Linked DNA regions of Hordeum vulgare: regions 1 and 3 are each linked to region 2. Evidence: chromatin contacts called from public Hi-C data. All regions are on one chromosome and are shown on one strand. The core of a region is the stretch at or near the end of the contact, and the rest is flanking DNA. Distances in the headings are between cores, read along the strand shown.

The links. A called contact is a pair of places that touch in the nucleus more often than the background predicts.
Region 1: a Hi-C map of seedling shows a contact between it and region 2, with 3 times the contacts expected there. The contact joins the promoter of LOC123408537 here to the promoter of LOC123411185 in region 2. A contact is called at or near these places in 1 of 6 Hi-C or Micro-C datasets (seedling) and 1 of 1 datasets of contacts at active chromatin or transcription factors (embryo).
Region 3: a contact with region 2 is called in a Hi-C map of seedling, with 6 times the contacts expected there. The contact joins the promoter of LOC123411474 here to the promoter of LOC123411185 in region 2. A contact is called at or near these places in 3 of 6 Hi-C or Micro-C datasets (leaf and seedling) and 1 of 1 datasets of contacts at active chromatin or transcription factors (embryo).

Annotation. Positions count from the first base shown.
Region 1 is chr7H:416,110,546-416,114,394 of MorexV3_pseudomolecules_assembly, reverse strand. It overlaps LOC123408537 (glycosyltransferase family 92 protein Os08g0121900-like), which reads right to left and starts at 2,212. Exons shown (of 2, transcript XM_045101623.1): 1 at 1,779-2,212; 2 at 1-1,212. The coding sequence starts at 1,977.
Region 2 is chr7H:417,100,054-417,103,646 of MorexV3_pseudomolecules_assembly, reverse strand. It overlaps LOC123411185 (photosystem II core complex proteins psbY, chloroplastic), which reads right to left and starts at 1,985. Exons shown (of 1, transcript XM_045104124.1): 1 at 1,040-1,985. The coding sequence starts at 1,824. The coding sequence ends at 1,213. LOC123411184 (succinate dehydrogenase [ubiquinone] iron-sulfur subunit 1, mitochondrial) reads right to left here. Exons shown (of 2, transcript XM_045104123.1): 2 at 2,390-2,828. The coding sequence ends at 2,657.
Region 3 is chr7H:417,619,339-417,623,303 of MorexV3_pseudomolecules_assembly, reverse strand. LOC123411474 reads right to left here and starts at 2,388. Exons shown (of 3, transcript XM_045104423.1): 1 at 1,478-2,388; 2 at 1,253-1,390; 3 at 335-660. The coding sequence starts at 2,155. The coding sequence ends at 616.

The sequences.
Region 1 (3,849 bases), core at 963-3,462, 990 kb after region 2:
CCGGTGCAGCCAGCCGGCAGGTGTAGCCTGTTGTGACGCCTTTCTTAGGAATCTTAGTCCGACCTGATGGACCAAAGCTGTGGCATGCAGTCCTGAGTTCACCAATCCTTGGCCTGCTTGAGTAATTCCGGAGAACATCTTGTAGAGTTTGGTTGCCAGGGAAGTGAAGGAACTCATCGATGTCGATGAACCCCACCCACTCGCAGCTCTCCCGAGCCCTGAGTGCACAATGTGCAAATCCAGCCTCCTGGGATTTCATCCAAGGCCACAAGTGGCGTGTCGCATTGTATGCGGATGGATCCATGGAACCAAGGACTTCCTCGATGCCGTCATCGCTGTTGTTATCATAGATGAACCACCGTTGCACTCCGATATGGGAGTGGTAGATGATCCATTCCCGCAGGAACCGAGCTTGGTTGCGCAGCATGGTGCACACACACATTGAGTGTGCTTTCTGCTGCCGCCGATGCCTTGTATGCCGATGCCTGTTATACCGAGGAAGTGGCTCTGGTTGCGCGATTGAGGGGAGTGTAGAGCTCCCCCGGCCCTTAGTCCTGATGGAGACCAACATGGGCTTCCCATCACTGTTCCTGTTGCTGTTTCCATCAGCTGTCATCCTGAGGTACCGGCGAATGCGGACAGGTGTCACACACCGGAATGTCTCCTGAGCAGCAGAAACCACAGGGGAGGTGACAACGAACTTGGGCTTCGACAGGTCCCGGCCAAAGACGCACTCATACCGTGATGGCACACCGAGCCGGCCTGGACGGAGGTTCATCCCTTTGGCAAACACAACGGTGGAGTTATCCCGGCTGTCAAGAAGTGCGGTGTACACGAGCTGATCCCACTGGAATGGTGTCACCGGAGGCGACTGGGACAGCGATAGGGACACAGCCATCCCTGGCGGTGCGGCAGGGCAATGCACGAGGCTGGGTTCATCTGGCAATGCAGCGACCGAGAGGGGACGACGACGTAGCTGCGTTGAGTTGGCAGTGGAGTAGAGGCACTCAAAATGCCCAGGAGCTGGCAGCGATGATCCGTCACCGAGGATTACGAGAACATGGTCCGGCAGAACGACGGCGTGCCGGATTTGGACAGAGGGTGAAACGGTGCCGGCACTGTTTCCTCCAGCTTGCTGCACCCGTCGCTCCGAGGAGAGGGCATTCAGGGTCGCCGACGGCCAAGCCGTCATGAGCACCGGCCGAAAGGACGCTGCATCACAAGAAGACGAGATCAATTAGCACACAGCGGGAAGAAATAGCCAAACGGATTTAGCGTGCCTAAATTCGGACGCATAAACAGCCATTCTTCATGTGACGACATTCTTCATGTCACATGAGGCATTTGCGTTCTATTCTGGGATCGATCAGTCAAAAGGCAGCAGCAGCATGTGACTGACTGGATGGCTAACGTTACAATAATACAGAAACGGCAAGCTGCTATAATCGAGGCAAGAATCGAGTGATAAGAACTGCAATCTTTCCCGCGAATGGTAGGACTGCAATCAGATCTAACGGCAACCTCGCGAGAAAGAGTCCAACTTCTATTTTTCACCATCCAGACGATGAACATCGAACCCAAACAAAATTTCGCACATAAAAAATGGATTTTTCTTCTTCTTCTTCTTCTTCTTCTTCTTCTTCTTCTGTCAAAATCATTCGAAATGATCCCACCACGAGATTTCCGTGAGAAGATAAATAATTCCACAATCCTACCTAAACACAAACCAATTTGGCCCACGCGGGCTCCAGATTCCAGGAGCAGGGGAAGCGGCTCACCTCCAATGACGTGCACGCCGCCGAAGACCACCGCGCCGGCGCAGAGGAACGCGAAGAACACCGCAAACAGCCGCCGCCGTCCCCCCGCCGCCGAAGACCGGTGACTGCCCCTCGCGCCGAAGCTCCCGCCTCCTCCCCCGTTTGCCGCCTGACCACTTCCGAGCCTACTCAGCTTGCGCTCCTTGGCCGACACCGCCATTTCGGGAACCGCCCGTCCGTCCGTCTACTCCTCACCGCCCCAGAAGGAAGAGCTCATTCAGATCCACGAGAAGGCCAAGAGGCCGCACCATTCATTCACACCGCGCTACGCGTCGGCGGCGCGACGGCGAGCACGCTCCCTTCCTCGCTGCCGCGATTGCCGGGGGATGCGGGGGTGGTGGCCGCAGAAACCGAAGCGGTGGTTTGCGGCGAGGTGGGAAGGAAGTCGTCGCCGCAGCGGCAGCAGCGGTGGGGTTTATACCCGCGCGCACGGAACCGGCGCGTGGGCCATAGCGGGCCCACACGTCGGTGGCACGCGGCGCGTTCCAGACTATGAGGGGCGGGACCCTTCACTGACAGGTGGGTTTGCGGGTAACGGCACGGCGCGTCCAGCCAATCAGGGGACAGGCGCGTCTAGCTCCGGAGGGGAATGAACATGATGTATCGGTCCACGCGGTCAGTCGGTGATGTGGGTGGGTGTGATGCTGTTTGAACAGCAATTATTGCGGTGCACATGGAGGATGGTGTCCAACTCTGTAGTATGTATGTTCATTTGGGAATTTCTTGGTGAAGAATAAATTGTACTTCTTTCGTTTTTAAATATAAGTCTTTTAAACGATTTCATTAAGGTTCTACATATGAATCAAAATGATTGAATCTATACTTTAAAATATGTCTATATACATTTGTATGTAGTCCACTAGTAAAATCTTAAGAAAGACATATATTCAGAAACGGAGGGAGTACAATATAATTTATTGAAAAGAAGAGGAGAATAAATTATTACAAATAAGTGCGTGGGTGCACTTTATGCTATATATAAACATGTGAATGTTTACCCCAAAAAACATGAACATACATGGGATTTTGTAAAGGTTGATGCTTTTGTACATTGATAATATATAAGATCTTTAGATCACTTAACTTTTTTGCTTTTACGAAAAAACATCAGGTCTATTCATCTTCAAACGCGATAGTACAACGAACACCAAAAATAATAAAATTTAAATCTAGATTCATAGACCACCTAACGACGACTACAAGCAGTGAAACGAGCCGAAGGCGCACCGCCGTCATCGCCTCTCCCTCATCGGAGTCGGGCAAAATTTGTTGTAGTAGACAACCAGAAAGTCGTTGTGCTAAGGCTTCATAGGACCAGCGCACCAGAATAGCAATCGTCGCAGATGAAGAGTGACGTAGATCGAAGGGATACAACGTGAAAATACATGGGTGTAGACGAACGACGAACAAATCCGAGCAAATCCACCAAAGGAGATCCACCGGAGACACACCTCCACACACCCACCAACAATGCTAGATGCACCACTAGAATGGGGCTAGGCGGGGAGAACCTTATTCCATCTTCAAGGAGTCGCCGACGTCTCGTCTTCTTGAGCAGAACACAAACCCTAACAAAAGTCGAAAGCACATCTAAAAACGAAGCCCTCCCACCGGAAAGGTCCGGGGTCCACCGCGTCCCCATGGCCCTAAGGCTATGGAAGACGAGGGGGACTGGCGTCAGCGCTGGCAGGAGACGAAGAAACCCTATTTTTTTAGGGGAGGCGACGTCTGCATGAGCCCTCCTAGCGCTGCGTTAAGGTAGATCACTTAGCTTATTACATGCAAAGAAATTATTATATGCTTTAAATTACCACAATATCTGCCTTTGATATGTTGTTAGTTCAATGTAGGACCATGCAACGTTGGAAACCTCATCGTGATGAAGGCAGGCGACCTAAACGTAATCGCCACCCCGTGATCTGACACCCACCCCCCCCCCCTCGGTCGCCGCTAGCCCAGTATGGATGAGTTAGTGGGTTGCTAGGGACGACAATGCATGGTCTTGTTGCGGTTGTCGACATGCGATGCTCGA
Region 2 (3,593 bases), core at 736-3,235:
AGCTCGGGTCGGCCTCCCACCCCGTGAATCTGAAGGTTGAGGGCGAACTTTTGCCGCGCCCCGCAAAAAATTTACGGGCCGAACGCCTTTGCAGGGTCCACTCTGGCAGCATTTCTCATCCCGACCCGTATTTTGACAGTTATTTTGCGGGTCGGAGCATTATAGGGGGTCTGCTAGAGATGCTCTTAGAGGGGACATGAGAGAGATAGACTGGAGAGAGAGAGAGTTTTTTTTTCTTTTGTATTGGGTCCCATGTGTACGTGGGAGAGATGGGAGAGAGTTTTGTCCTTTTTTCCTTTATTTGGGTGGGTCCCACGTGTAAGTGACATATGTAGCGAGGGTTACAAATGTTCAAAGAACAGCACATTGGCGATCAAAGGCATTTGACCGAACGGAAATGACACGGAAGGGTATTTTCATAAAGCACTCTAACGGAAGAGGGGCAAAGTTGACCACTATTTATTTTAGGGGTAAAGATGTGGTCGGGTCAAAGTTAGGAGAGAAAATGGATATGTCCCTTTTTACAAGCATTTGGGAGTGTCGATTTTGTCTAATTTTTCAAGAACTAATAAAAATTGTCAATGTTTGCCTTAAAAAGAAATTTATTCTTTTGTTTAATTTACTCATTTAAGCTTGGAAGCAGAAGAAGGCTTTCGCTCTCCTACAGCCTATTGTGAGGTACCCACCAACTGGCCACCTTCGTCGGCACCCACCCACTGGCCACCTTCGTCGGCACACCACCCCTTTGTACGAGGGGCGCTAGTGAGTGAAGAAGATTGCTCGAACCCAAACCACAGATCGAGTGCTCCAAACGGCTAATCTCTACTGGAGCGATCATGAGATTTCTAGTGAAGTAGTGATATAAGTACAGTATTAGTGGTTTGCAAGAAAAACATGGCATCCTAAGCACTCTGTGACTTGCGGTTTGCCCAGGCTTTCCAAAGCTTCTCGGCCCGTCGTGCCTATCTATGATCAAAGCACCTCCCAAAACCCCAATCCAGCATGGAACGTAGTAGCAGAAAAGAACATTAAACTGAAGTGAGAGAAAACAAGAAGAGCTGTACTGCATTTGATCAATGGAAGGAACAAGATTAGAGAGTATGCAAGCGGACACTCACACCACGTTCCACGCTACTACCACGACTCTTATAATAGACCAACGCACACAACATACGGTACGATGCCATGACGACGACGACGACGTACGCGCGCTCAGTTGGACCGCATTTTGTTGAGCTGATTGAGCGCCGGCTGCAGAATGTTGTAGAGCACCCAGCCGAGGGCGGGCGCCACCACGAAAAGCAGCAGCAGGCCCCGGTTGTCGTCGGCCGGCGCGACCGCCGCCAGCGCGGCGAGCTCCTGCACGGCGGCGGAGGCCGGCTCCGGCACGGCGGCCAGGCCGGCGGCCGCGGCAGCGCCGATGCCCAGCCCGGCGACGAGCGCCTTCTCGGACCGCATCTTGTTGAGCTGGTTCAGCGCCGGCTGGAGGATGTTGTAGAGCACCCACCCGAGCGCGGGCGCCACCACGAAGAGCAGGAGTAGGCCCCGGTTGTCGTCCGCGGGCGCCGCCGCCGCCACGTCCGCGATCCGCTGCGACGCCATCGCCGCGTCCGACGAGGCCAGCGAGGTGAAGAAGGCGCTCGCCATGGCAGCGGCCGCCGGCGACACGGCCAGGGCTCCCTTCTTGGCCGCGTTCTTCTGCAGGCTGCGCAGCGAGATGCTCGGCGACGCCACCTTGGCGCTGGACGACGTCGACGACGAAGGCGCCGACCTCGCCGTGATCTTGGCGGGCTTGAGCATGGTCATCGTGGCTATGGTCGCCATTGACGCCTAGCTCCCTGGTTGCTCGCTGCCTTCTCTCCCTCGCAAGAAGCTCTCACGCTGGCAAAAAGGTGGATGGAGGGGTGCTGTGGGGTGCGCGGGTGTGTAATGCGATGCCCTTCCCTTCCCCTGCGTTTCTAGAACGGACGATGTGGCGTGGCTAGCTTATCTTGTGCGGCGAGTGTGCGATGGAGGTTTGAAAGCTTATCTCGCGGCCTGCAACTTGCAATGCCATTGGCTGTGGGAGCAACTAGGCGGGGACCACACGATTTACATGGAGACTTTGGTGAGAGGAAGTGGAGTCGTGAAATGAATCGGAAATTCAGATATCTCACAGTAGTAGGAATATAAGCGTGCCCTAGAATGTCCTATGGTACCAAACGACAAGATCGTATTCGTCTCAAGAAAAGACAAGATCGGAGATCGTCTGGATTGAAACGTCTAGGTATTTTCGGTGAATTTCAGTTAAAAATACACGAAATGACGTTCATCTTCGTGCTCCACAATGTCTTTCCTCTTCGTTTACGCTGATCATTGCAGAACTATTCTGTAACACAGACGAAGGAAGTAGACAACACCATCCAAACGTTGATAATAATTAATAAGTTTATGAATTACTTCATGCATGAGCATCAAAATATGATGAACCACCAAACTAGATACAGCACGGAAAGAACAAAATCTGGTAGCAATTATTCACTCCCTACACGGAATCGCCAGGCGTTTCCATCCATTATTCGTCAGGGTAGAAACCATGGAGCAAAAACAAACCAAATGGCAGGCTGATTACAACTTTCCGACATCTCCACGGGGGAAGACCCTGCTCTGCTCACACTCAGGCTCCGAGCTGCAGCTTCTTTATTGTGTCGATCTGCTTTGCAGGGTTCAGCCCCTTGGGGCAGGCATGCGTGCAGTTCTTGATGGTGTGGCAGCGGTACAGCTTGAACTCGTCGTTGATGGAGTCAAGGCGCTCCTTTGTGAACTCATCACGGCTGTCTTGGATCCACCTGGGAAGAACCAATGTGTTTATGGCACACGCCAAAGAAGCATGTTATATCTCTCAGACACTGCAGTCGTAAGCCCAATCCAAAGAACCAATGTGTTTATGGCTCAAGGCATTTGAAACACTTGCAGATATGTGAAAATGATACTTAAACAAGTTATAAATGACTAAGATGTTTCCCGGTTCTTCTGACTAAGGGCACTTGCAATTATTAGTCAAAAGATATTGTTCAAATTTTTGTGTGCCTTATATCAGATCATGTTTTAGATTAGAAGTTAAAAGGGCAAATTGTGACAAACAATATGATAAATCAGAGGATCAGATATACTAAATCTCAGTGCACTCATCAAATAAAACCAGATGAGATAAATATTGAATCAAACAGCCAGCTTATAGAAACCTTGAACAATAGAATCTTTAGCTTCATAAATGCTGAATAGCATGAAAAACAGTACATTACACTGCCTCAACTAAATAAAGAGAAAACCATGCCGTTTGCTGGCAGTAAAAAAACTTGACAGATAGTTTCAGGAATCAAACACTGAAAGAGGGCAACCTTATTTTGCTGGCCTACTGAAGAGCTAGTTCTTTCTTCTACCCATCTGTTAACATCTACCAAGATGCTTTCTTAACACCCATCAGTTCACCCTTATTTGCCAAGGTACGGAACACGATACGAGACATGCGGAATTTTTGGTAGACACCACGAGAGCGGCCCGTGAAAATACAGCGGTTTCTAAGACGTGTCATGTTACTATTTCTTGGCAGC
Region 3 (3,965 bases), core at 1,139-3,638, 520 kb before region 2:
TGGACCAGAACAAAATCAGACCAGCGGTCACATGACCTGATCTTAACACCGACTGACAGAACAGAAATACAGAACGGCACAACGAACCAAATCTTTTTTCACCCAACAGTAGCAGAAAACTCTCGATCTAAGCCAGCAAATCAGTGCATGATCTTTCCTATGTTGACAAATACAGTTCATCTTTACGCCGATCAGACGGCACAGACCGTGAGATTCTGAAGGGTACAAATATCAGTAAGTTCGTGTAAACATAAACATCAACAATTTAGACAAATTGTAGCTGATCATCTGAAGATCTGAAAGTTCACGGGACTGCAGAACCTTCGCCAAAAACTGAATCAAAAGTGCAGTGCCGCAGCGAAATTTATGACCAAATCAAGTTCTATTATTTTCATCCTACAACAAAACTGCCAAATAACACGATCCGCAGCGACCACAATTAGCTTGCCGCTTGACCAGGAAGCGGCAGATCGATTCAACAAATCCGGTTTGGGTATATGGCAGCCTGGAGACTAACCTGATCATTTACATTTTACAGATGGAATGGAATGGGCTCATGAACCATTCTTGTAACTGGATGAGGCAAGGTCTTTATGATGAAGGCCGCAGCTCGCCTCAGTTGGCCATTGCAACACCCTCCTTATCCTTGATGAAACGACCCTGTTAAGTGAAACAAGATGCACACAGCTTGTTAGAATGAGATTGATGAAACAAACTGGAGTAACAGACTAGTCCCTGTGATGCATTAGTAGTCTGCACACCCAAAATATCAAATGCACAAGCCAGAACCACCAGGAGTACTGTCTCGTGTTTGCCGGAAATTAGGTACAAGAGCAGAAAGATACTTAAGGCGCAGTGTTCGATTCATTCCAAGTGATGTGTGAATTCTTGGTAATCGTCAAATGAAGAAGGTCAGCGCGGGACCATAATTTCGAGGTTATCTTTACATAGCCATGTGGAGAGCTTCAGTTCTGTATGATAAGTTCATTCAATTGTTGCTGGGACCAGAAGCTGGATCTCTAATCCACGATCTACACCCAGATTCCCGGAGGTATAGAATCTGATCAACCTCTATCCCAGATTCCCATCAACGCCATTTAGCAGTTCAGATCATTACTGATGCAGTATGTACCCACACATATTGCTAGATCACAGACACGATAAGGAAACTGCAACAGGTTCAGATACGGCAGAACGCGATGCGAAGAATTACCTTCAAGCGCGGCCGCTTGACGGCATTGAGCCGGCGTACCTCGTACCGGATCCGCTTCGAGAACAGCCGGGCATGTCGCTTCTCCTTATACCGCCTCACCCGCTCCGCCCTCCCGGACACCTCCGGCGAGCTCCACGTCGCCGCCTGCCGCGGCGGCGCCACATCCACGAACACCTCCTGCAACGCAACGAGACTCCGTGTCAGGATTCACGAGCGCGCATCGTCCCCCCGAGTCCGAGAAGATAAAGGGGGTCTTAGGCTTACAGAACCAAGCTCCAGCTTGGGCGTCACGTGGCCCGCCGCGCCGTCGATGTAGAGGGACCCGCGGCCCGCCCAGGCGGCCAGGATCTCGTCGTAGTCCAGCTTGAGCAGCGGCGACCGCGCGGAGGCGGCGCCCGTGCTCGCGGCCGAGGAGCACGAGGATGACGTGGTGGTCGTCGCGGTGGCCGCGCTAGGCGAAGAGGAGCTGCTCCTGCAGTACACCCACCGCTCCCTCCCCCGGAGCGCGCGCCGCGCAAGGTCCTCCTCCCCGCCAGCAGTCCCCGCGGAGGCGTCCGGGGAGGGGGTGCACGAGGGCGAATCCCCTTCGCCGCCGCCGGAAAAGGAGGAGGAGGACAGGCCGAGGATGTCAGTGAGCGACGGCGCCGCCGCGAAGAGAGTCGACGGCGCCTCAGGATGCAGCGCGAACGGCTCGAGCTGCTGCTGCTGCTGCTGCTGCTGCTCGTGCCCGCATCCATCCTCCACCGCCTCCTCCGTGGACGGCGACGCCAAAGCCGAGGGTGGCGGCAAGGAATCCTCCGCCGACAGAGATTCGGCAGGCTTGTCGACCTCCACCGCCTTGGCGAGGTGGCGGCTGAGGCTGAGGTACTTGGTCTTCTTCTTCTTCTTCACCTTGGCCCGGCGCGACCCTCGCCGCCGGCCGCCGCCGCCGCCGCTAGCCATGGCCTCGGAAATACTTCACTACAACCTCAAGGTGCTCCCTGCAAAATGGGCGACAAGCATGGGAACATGAGCACGGGAGAAGCTATTTGGAGGGAAAGCGAGGGGATCTCCCGCGGCCGCGAGCAGGGTGGCGCGGGGCCAGCAAAGGCGAGGCGCTTTTTCCATGATCCTGCGCGGACGTGGCCAAGTTTTACTGACATGGCGACGCCCCATTGGCTGGCCGGATTGCGGTGCTCGGGGTCCTACGGGATCTGGTAGGGTGGGGTTTTAACGGCTTCACGGAGGTTTTGTGATGGGGTGGGCGTTCACATCGTCGCCGTTGCGACTTTAACGCCGGTGCTACGTCTTGACCTTAATCTCGAAACACGTTTTCGTCCCGCTTTATAGATAAAGCACATAGTCCAGCATCTAAACAATACAAACCAACAAAGTGCAAACGTAGGAAATGCTGGGGCACCAGCACATTCCTGCCCAAGAAAGGAAAAGAAACCAAAAATGCCAACGGAGGGGCGGCTAAGGTGCACCCATGGAGCGGCGAGCCGCCGGGCAGCTGCCATCAGCGCATCCAGGTATCGCTGAAGCCTGCCGCGGTCTTGGGTCCTAACGAGCGGATGTCAAAGCTGTAAAAAGGCAAGGAATTTGAAGAACGAGTCAAAAGCACGTCGCTGAAAGATCCTTTCAATCACCATTTTGTTGCGAGTAGTCCAAAGGGTCCACATCATAGCTGCGAATAGCAGCCAGAACAGTCGGCGCTTACGGCCGACCTGGGTGGCCCGTACCTGCAGGAAATCTGCAAGGTCCGAGGCCACCCATTCCGGTCCGAGGGCCTCGCGAACAAAGCACCAAAGGGCCTGTGCCGCGACGCGGGAGAACAAAATGTGAGCGCCGGTCTCCGGGACATGGCACAACGGACAAATGCCGTTACCCGGACCATGGCGTTTCAACACCTCCGTCCCTGAAGGCAGACGATCTCGAAGAAGCTGCCAAACGAAAATCTTGATCTTCAGGGGCAACGGTGCCTTCCAAAGTGGGGATATCCACGGAAGGACAGGCATCCTACACAAAGCCAAATAGGCCGAACTAACGGAGAATTCTCCTGAGGGAGAAAGACTCCAGGAAACACTATCTCTGGACGACAAGGCAGGGAGGGGAACCACCGCCTGCAGGAGTTCCTAGTCCTCGACCTTAGCTGGGCCGAGGGGACGGCGGAACGCAACCTGCCATCCGTCCTCCACAGCAGACGCAGAGACAAGGACGGTAGGGTCGTCGCAAATAGCAAGAGCCTCGGGAAGCGCGAGCGTAAGGGTTCGCCATCCATCCAGGGGTCTAGCCAAAACTGGGTCTCTGCCCCATTACCCACCGAGATCCGCAGACCCAGTCTAATGTCGTTCTTGATGCCCTGAATGGATTTCCAGAACTGCGACCCAGACGCGAGCGAGCAGGCCAAGAGGGGCCTGCCCTGCAGGTACTTAGCCTCAATCAGTTGAAGCCACAGCCCCCCGTCTCCCTGCAGGATCCGCCACACCCAGCGAAGCATGAGAGAACCGTTCATGCGGCAGGAAGCTGGAATGCCCAAGCCTCCTCGGTCCTTTGGCAGGCAAATATCAGCCCATTTTACCATGTGGTATTTGGGTCTACCATCCCCTGCCTGCCAGAAGAACCTAGCCAACTCCTTATCAAAGGCGCTGTGCACCCCTTCGAGCAGAATATACATCCCCATCAAATACACGGGGAGACTCGCAAGGTTAGAGCTAATGAGGACAAACTTGCTTCCTTTAGATGTGAACCTGCCACACCAGGGCTCCGCACG